Regions from separate parts of the Sus scrofa genome. Here region 1 is linked to region 2. The links are chromatin contacts, called in public Hi-C maps. All regions are on one chromosome and are shown on one strand. Each heading gives the region's core, a stretch centred on a gene start, on an enhancer-like site or on the middle of the called end of the contact. The rest is flanking DNA. Distances are from core to core; before and after follow the strand shown. Region 1 has its middle 13 kb from the start of DPT. Region 2 overlaps ATP1B1 (ATPase, Na+/K+ transporting, beta 1 polypeptide).

Region 1 (3,801 bases), core at 935-3,434, 340 kb before region 2:
TATTTTTATTTATTTATTTATTTTGTCTTTTTGCCTTTTCTTGAGCTGCTCCTGTGGCATATGGAGGTTCCCAGGCTAGGGGTCTAATTGGAGCTGTAGCCACCGGCCTACGCCAGAGCTACAGCAACTCGGGATCCGAGCTGCATCTGCAACCCACACCACAGCTCACGGCAATGCCGGATCCTTAACCCACTGAGCAAAGCCAGGGATTGAACCCGCAACCTCATGGTTCCTAGTCAGATTCATTAACCACTGCGCCACGACGGGAACTCCAAAGTTTCTATTTTTTTAAGTCACCAGGTTTGAGGTTATTTCTTGGGGCAATCCTAGGACATGAATACATCTGTGTTCTAGGGGGTTCTACCTACCATGGAAGTGATACAGTCATCCTTTTAGTTACACATGAAGGAGATATAATCCTTGCCAGCCTTCTCAGTTTCCTTCAAAAACCTTCTTCTTTCTCTGACTCTGACAGCACCTCACCCGCTCCTTGTGGGCACTCCACATCACAGCATTGGCTTCCTGAGCAGCTGCTGAGCTGAGCGACTACACAACAAACCCTGGAGGAGGAGAGAGGCCTCTCCATCAAAGGGGATTAGAAAATAGCAGGAACAGGTGGGTAAAGCCCCTTCCACCGATTGCTCCATCGGACACTTTCTCCTTGCAAACATTCCAGGAAAGTCCAGACTCTCCAGGGAACATGTCTATCTATGTTTCACTTTTTTCTCATCACACTTTCACCCAGATCTGCATCTCCCAAGCAGAAACATAACATTTTAGTCCTTGCATTGAGCTCTGAGTTTTAGAGGACGCTGGGAAGACAGGACGGCCTAACATGAGCAAATTAATTAATGTCTCTGTGCCTCAGCTTCTTCCTCTGTAAAATGGGAAAATTGACAGTTTCTACAATTATTGTAAGAATTTAAAAAGTCAACACATATAAATCCCTTGAATGATGACAGCTAGGTAACTGTTACAGGAATAATGATGAATAATGTTAACTGTTACATAATGATAAGGAGATCTTGGTTTTAATACCAAATGCTAATAAGAATTCTTCATTAAGCCTAATCCTTTAGGAACAATCTGATAGTGAAATAAATATCATACTTTAAAGTGATCAGAAAAAAGAAAAAACAGGAAAAAAAAAAAAGAAAACAGCATGTGGCAGAAGAGTAATCCATGGAAAAGGGCCTGAGAATAAATATTGTTTGTGCCAAGTCTCAGTTCATAAATATTTTTTAAAAAAATTCCTTATTACCATAACAGAGAAAAAAATTTCCTGTTCCTTTTTATAAAGGCAAAGGGCAGTTGGCTTAACTCTTTGAGCAAGTTTATCAGCAGCAACCACTTCACAGATATAACAAAAGCTACCATCCTCATGGTTATGTACTGAGCATCAAGCTAAACTCTTTATGCTCATCATATTTAATCTCCCAACAGCTTTGGAGATGGGATCACATGCTTTTAGAAATGAGAAAACGGTTTCACAGAAAGAAGGTAAGTTGGAGTTCTCTGGTGGCTCAGTGGATTAAAGAGCCAGCATTGTCACTGCAACGGCACAGGTTCAATACCTGGTCCCAGAACTTCCTCATGCTGAGGGCAGGACCAAACAAACAAACAAACAAACAAACAAACAAAACCAAGGAGAAAGAAGGTACGTAGCTATCCCAGCATCACACAGCCAAGCAGCAGAGTACCTGGGACTTGAACCCAAGAATTTTGACTTCAAAGTCCATCATCTCTTGTTTCCCTAGAGCCTGAGGCAGGCTGAGTTTAGCTCTAAAGCCAGATGCTTATTACAACAATGGAAAAGTACTGAAGGAATAGAATATAAAGTACTAGTTTCCCCATAGGAGTAATCTGTTTTCTCAAATTACTTGGATAGCCTACAAGTGAGATTGCATAGTTCAGAAAGGAGGTGTTCCATGCTCTGCAACCCCTGCCCCATTAATGAGGAACTACACACACACACACACACACAAACACACACACACACACACACACAGCTCTTAGCACCTGAAAGAGACCTATGAAATATCAAGAAAGTGGCTTACAGGAAGCACATGGTTTCAAACCCTAGAGTGAGCCAAGGTCAGCAGCAGGGAGGGTGAGGCTCCCTAAACAACAGAACTTCTACAGTACCTTCTCACATGGGGGAGTCAGAGCCCCGTGTAAACACCATGCCTCAGCAAAGTGGTGTCCCAGTCCTTAATGCAAGTCCCTCCCTTGTACTGATCTCAGTCTGCCTGTCTGGTGCAGAGACTGCTCTCCTGGTCTGAGAATGATGAATCAGGCTATGTGGGGGGTACAGGGAAGAGCAGTAATTTTCCTGAGCAATGAGAAGTGACATTTTCCCATGGCTAATCAGAAAGGTGCTCAGCACTGAAAATCCCTTAGAGCTCGTAGGATGAGAGACATTATATCAGCATTAATTATTATTGCAGTTGGAAGGAAGAGGAGCTAATACAATAAGTATTCTTAAGGGCTAGAATGGAAGGCTTTGAGACAGAGATAGCTTACAATGCCTTTGTTTCTCCTTTCCTTGAAGGCATCATCTCAAGCTTACCTGCAAATCAGCTGGCTGTTGGGTTGGTGGACGGGAGTAAGGACAAGAACATTTCCCCTGGAGATTGTGTTCTTAAAATTCACCTGGACTCATTAAAAGAGGGATATAACATATGGAAGTACCTTGAGTGCTGGAAGAAAAGGGTTCATATCTCTTCCATTCTATGTTTCTGTGTAAACTGTACTACAGAAGAGATAATTACCCTGAATGATGGTGAACAGTAAGTGTCACTGATTTCTAGAATTTTTTTTGGATTTTTTTTATGATCCTTTTATACTTTAACTGGGATTGTATGAATATTGCGCCTGAATTTGGGGAAAAAAATTGCTTTGACAGTACTTTCTTCCCATCCAGGAATCTATTCTACTTGTACATTCATTAAAGCAAAAGCATTTACTAAAGCTTGCTGGGACCTTGGATAAGTCATCATACTCTGAGCCTCAGTTTCCTCATTTGTTAGACAAGGGGATTGCAACAGATAAGAGGCCCTTTCCATTTCCAACATTCAGTAATTCTATATTCAAGATATATTCTTGGAAAAAGATACTCTTTTTAGTGTTGTCAAAGCTTCTATTTCTGAAACCTCAAAGTCATTACTAAATTATTGGTTATGGGAGTTCTCTTGTGGTAGCAGGTTAAGGTTCCAGTGTTGTCATTGTAGCAACTTGGGTGGCTGCTGTGGCATAGGTTCAGTAGCTGGCCTGGGAACTTCCATATGCCACAGGTGTGACCGAACAAAAAATTACTGCTTATGGAAAAGATTTGGTTATTGAGAAAGATTAGAAGCTGTCCTCTCACAGTCTGCCCCCGTGCTTCTTCCCCAGAGCCATAAGAATCAGCCACATAAATTACATTTAAATATCTAAAAATATGATTTTTCTTACTTCCTAGCCCTTGTACCATCTTCCAACAGTACAGGACACTTTCTGTGGCCTCTCCCCTGTTCACTGGGCTCACCCAATCCAGCCTGAAGATGTATCTAAGATTTCCTTTTAGGTGGCACCTCTCCTGGGAAGCCTTCCCTGATTCTTCCAACTCCAAAGTGTTCTACCTGCACAGTCCTGTTTAAGTGCCCCCATTGCACCACTTCCCAAACTTGTGTGCTTGCTTGCTTATTTTTCAGAAACTTCCTCTAGATTGCAAGATCCCTGGAGATAGAAATTTTATGTTGTTCACCTAACTTATATCCTATTTCTAACAGAGTATCTAGTCCATAAGAGATGTGCAATTAA
Region 2 (4,262 bases), core at 70-2,569:
CTACCATAGTGATCTGACTCCGGCCTTGTCATGGGCCAAGGACTGCATTGACTCCAGGCATGTTGTAAAATTTGCCCTCTAGTGTTTTTCCCTCTCATAAAATATATTTCTTTCCTCATTCCGATTCCACAATAATATTTGTTTTAGAGGGTAGGAATGGAAGGACTTGTTCTGTAAGCTGACATTTAATAATGCAGCACCTCCACATAAGAGAGAGTCATTTGTGTCTTGATAGCTCATACAGCAAGGTGTCAATACTCTAATGAATGCAGACACCAGGACTGGTGCTCTAGTCTCATCTTTCCATTTTACAAGGTGGAGGTGAGGTGTTGAGCTAAAAATTCAGGTTTTATCTTGCACTAATATGTCTACTCCTTTCTGGCAATGTAAGAAATGACAGAGCCTCTCCTAGGCAGAGAAAGTGACAGCAACCACTTGTCTCCTATGGAGAGAATGCCACCTTTCCAGCACTGGGCCCAACATGGATGCCCTTGGGACGAGGGCAGGTTGTCCTTGGTTCAGTTCTGTTTGTAGGTAGATTTTCACCAAGATGGACGCAGGAGCCTCGCCTGTAAGCTGCTGGAGAAAGTGCAGCATGCAAATCACCTGGTGCTATCCACCCTTTTATTAAGTTAGTACAGGTGTTGGTAGGTTTTAATGTTTACCACTGGGCCCAGATGCCCTTTTCCCTTCAGCCTGTGACCTTTTGAAGGGTACTAGGTTTTTTGGGTTTTTTTTTCCCTGACTGGAAAACCTCTGTTACTTGTATTTAAAAAAACAAACAAACAAAACAAAACAGAAAGAAAAAGAAAAGAAAAGTTGTCTAAAAGGAAAAAATTATTTCTAAAGCTTACTCTCTGAGCCGCCCTGGCTAGGTGGTACAATGAGTCCAGCTTTTCTCTTTGAGCCTGTGTGTCGGTGAGCCCACTGAATAGGCTCCACCACACCTGCATCGTCCACTCTGACCAAGTGACCTCACAGCAGGGGCGACATCTCAGAGCAAAAGAGAAAAATCCTCTCCTTCTCTTAGGGCAGTTAAGATAGGCTGTATTTCCTTCTGTTCAATCAGTGACTTGTTTATCTATAATTATATTTGTATTTTAAACTGTAGCGTCAATGATATCTTCTCATTTTGTTAGAATTTAGTATCTGGGGTCCAAGGAATGAATATAAAACTACTTCCATGCTTAGGCTAAGAGCATCCAGACAAGGTGTGGGGCAAGAAAAAAAGAGAATACAGTTCTCTTTCTGACTATGTTATACGAACTCTTGCACCTCTTAGGAGCATTCCCTGGAAAATTTTTCCAGATCTCCTGACGTCACAGCCTTGCCATTTGCCTACTGCTGCCTGGATACAGAATGCAGCACTTAACCCTTGTCCTTCGGGGAGGCACTGATTGAGTTGGGCAGCTGTGGTTCTGGATTATACAGTCTTTTCATTTTTCCTTATCTTTGTGTGTGTCTTTGCCCTTTTCCTTTTTTTTTTTTTTCAAATAGAAGGGAAAAAGGATTATGATTAGGCATTTTAGTGTGGTTTGATGTATGTTTTACTTGTCTAGAGTATGATTTCCCCAAACTACTTATTTGCTGATAGAAAAGTTGAGCTTTTAAATATTCGGAGAGGGCAACCTGGCTGATTTCAGCCACAGTGCACCCAGTCTCACCCTGCCTCCCTCCTAGCGTGTCCATACATGTACACACACACACACACACACACACACACACTTCTTTCCAATAATACTTTTGTTTTCCTGCTTTTCCCTCAAGGATCCTGGCCTTTAATGCAGGAGATCTGAATGTTTTAAGAAATAACCTAAGGCTCCTTTGTGCAGTCATGTTTCAGACTCGATAACCCTCCGGTTCTCTGTTCCCTCTGCTGCATTCACATTGAGCTGTTTGGCTGGCACAGGGCTGCCGAGCGATGCCTAGTACAGCCTGTTACTATGCGGCTAATCAGGGAGATAATCCTTGTAAACCAGTAACTGATAGCCTCATTCCAGTCTATTGGCTTCGCAGTTGTTTTTTTGTTTTTGTTTTTTTTTTTGGGGGGGGTTGTTTTTTGTTTGTTTGGTTGGTTTTTTTTTTATTTTTTTGGTTTTTGCAGCTATTTTCAGTCTCCATTCTCTTATCCTATGAACTATAGGGAAAAGAAAATGCAGCTTCTCAAGTCAGTCCCTGGTCTGAGTTCAGTCAGAAAAAGAAAGAAAAATTTGCTTGTCAGTTTTTACTATAGCAGTTCCTCTTTCTCCCTCCACCCGTGTTTGGTTCCCCTGATAGGAAAGACAGTGTGCTAGGTCAGGAGAGTTTCACTGGGTTTCTCAGCATTCATTGCCCTGTCTCAGCATAAAAACTTACAGGCCTTTGAGCTTTTGGGGAAGCAGCAGAGCCTGGACTGAAGTCCTGAAATGTCAAGGGATAAGCAAGCGAAGAAAACAGAGGTCTCTAAGGAAGTATACTGTCATATTTGAAATGCATTGCATAAGCACGCAAACATAGCCCTAGATTTTGTTGATCATCTTCATGACGTTTTTCCCCCAAATATATGGAATAAAATTATTTCCTATAAAGAATCTTAGTTCTAGCTGAATTTTTGCCCTGCCCTTAACCGCTCCACAACACAGACACACACTCACACACAATAATGGAGGGCTGCCCGTTCCCCTCTTTTTACCCCACAGTCTGAAAGTGAGGTTCTTTCTCTTGATCACTGTTGGAAAAGGAAGCTCCAAAGACACAGATTGGAGGGGAAGCCAGGAAGGAAATTCATTCATCTCTGAGAAGTTAGCCTTTTGTATTCTGAATATATGACTACATCATAGCCTTTTCGTTTCTGTCTGTTCTCCTTGCAGTTAAGATCCTTCTATTCTACGTTATATTTTATGGCTGCCTGGCTGGCATCTTCATTGGAACCATCCAAGTGATGCTGCTCACCATCAGTGAATTTAAGCCCACATATCAGGACCGAGTGGCCCCACCAGGTAACATGAACATGAATAAATTCAATTCTTCTGGAGGTAAAAGGAGTGTCACTTTTTCAATTGAGAAAACATCCTTCTGAAAATTATCTGTTGTGTGGTATTAAAACCAACCTGGGAAGGAAGAATAGAACTGTCTGTTGCAGCCAGCTCTCCTACCCGCATTGCAGGCAAAGCTCCTGGGGCTTGCAGACATCTTACTTTCAGAGCTCTGCAGGGAGGTGAGAAGAGCCCTGGTCCTCCACCCAGCCTGCCCCTCACCAGCTCTGACCTCCCCCTCGTCCCTAACGCCCATAGGATTTCTTAGTAGGAGCATTACGGGGCCGTTCCAAGTCTCACACACAGTTTTCACTTTCTTGAGGGGGCTGTGACTCAGATAAATCCTTTAAAAATCCACTTTGACTCCTGTTTTTAAAGGCTAACTTATTTTTAGGGATGATGAGAAGCTCTGAAACAGCTACCTATTCCCAGAGACAGGAGCTGTGACTTCAGGGGTCCATTTTCCCACCTGCCGTTGACTGGCAACTTGACCTTGAACAAAGGTGCTCTCCATTTCCGATGTTCAATTTTTATGCTTGATGGTTTAATCGTCTTACTTACTGGCTCTCTGGACCCACTTTGCAGGGTAATTGTCTCCTTGAGCTCTGAAAACTTGGAGCAAGAAAGAGGATATCAGAGAAATGCGAACTGCCCTGTGGCGATGTGGGTGCTGTCACTGAGTGGTCGACCAGCCCTGTATGCATGCATGCCCATGCCAGTCACTCAGCCCCAGGAAGGCCCTGCCATTACTCCTGAGGCTGACAGAAGGACAAGACAGCAGAGCCACCTCAACACGATTGTTCTATTTGTGATGGTACTGTCTGGCTCTTCTCAAAGTTATTGTCGGGAGGACCTGGAGAGAGGAAATGTTGCATAACTTCCGGTTTCTCACATTGTCTATGACCTTGAGACTGCCACTGCGGGTGGCAATGACGTGTTCCCTCTCCACTTTCCCTGGGCAACAGTTTAGTAACAGCTGTATTGAGGTGACAATCTTGAGGCTGTCTTCATGGTACTGAGCAGCCTTGACCAAATGCAGCTGCCAGTCACAGGCTTCTTGGGTCCACCTCATTGTATGAGAAAGACTCTCTGAAGAAAATCTTCGGAATATGCTGGTAGAAAACACTGGTTTTTAGTCCCAAGTCAAATAGTCCTCCATTGTAAGAAAAACCTTAAATATTTCCAGATAAATTTAGATCTAGGGGATTTTGGAAGTGAAAAAAAAAAAGAGAACATGTAAGTATAAAT

The links. A called contact is a pair of places that touch in the nucleus more often than the background predicts.
Region 1: a Hi-C map of omental adipose tissue shows a contact between it and region 2, with 1.6 times the contacts expected there. The contact joins two enhancer-like sites. A contact is called at or near these places in 3 of 47 Hi-C or Micro-C datasets (embryonic fibroblasts and omental adipose tissue) and 2 of 2 datasets of contacts at active chromatin or transcription factors (alveolar macrophages and skeletal muscle).

What each region holds. Positions count from the first base shown.
Region 1 is chr4:82,272,409-82,276,209 of Sscrofa11.1, reverse strand. No RefSeq gene overlaps it. Among named protein-coding and RNA genes, the nearest start is that of DPT, 13 kb to the left of the region's middle. Within about 2 kb of position 2,184, at least 7 of the 83 cell types and tissues checked have an H3K27ac peak or open chromatin away from gene starts, as enhancers often do. A contact at or near this core is called in omental adipose tissue, where this site is marked.
Region 2 is chr4:81,930,973-81,935,234 of Sscrofa11.1, reverse strand. ATP1B1 (ATPase, Na+/K+ transporting, beta 1 polypeptide) reads left to right here. Exons shown (of 6, transcript NM_001001542.1): 2 at 2,850-2,978. Among named protein-coding and RNA genes, the nearest start is that of ATP1B1, 3.9 kb to the left of the region's middle. Within about 2 kb of position 1,319, at least 26 of the 83 cell types and tissues checked have an H3K27ac peak or open chromatin away from gene starts, as enhancers often do. A contact at or near this core is called in omental adipose tissue, where this site is marked.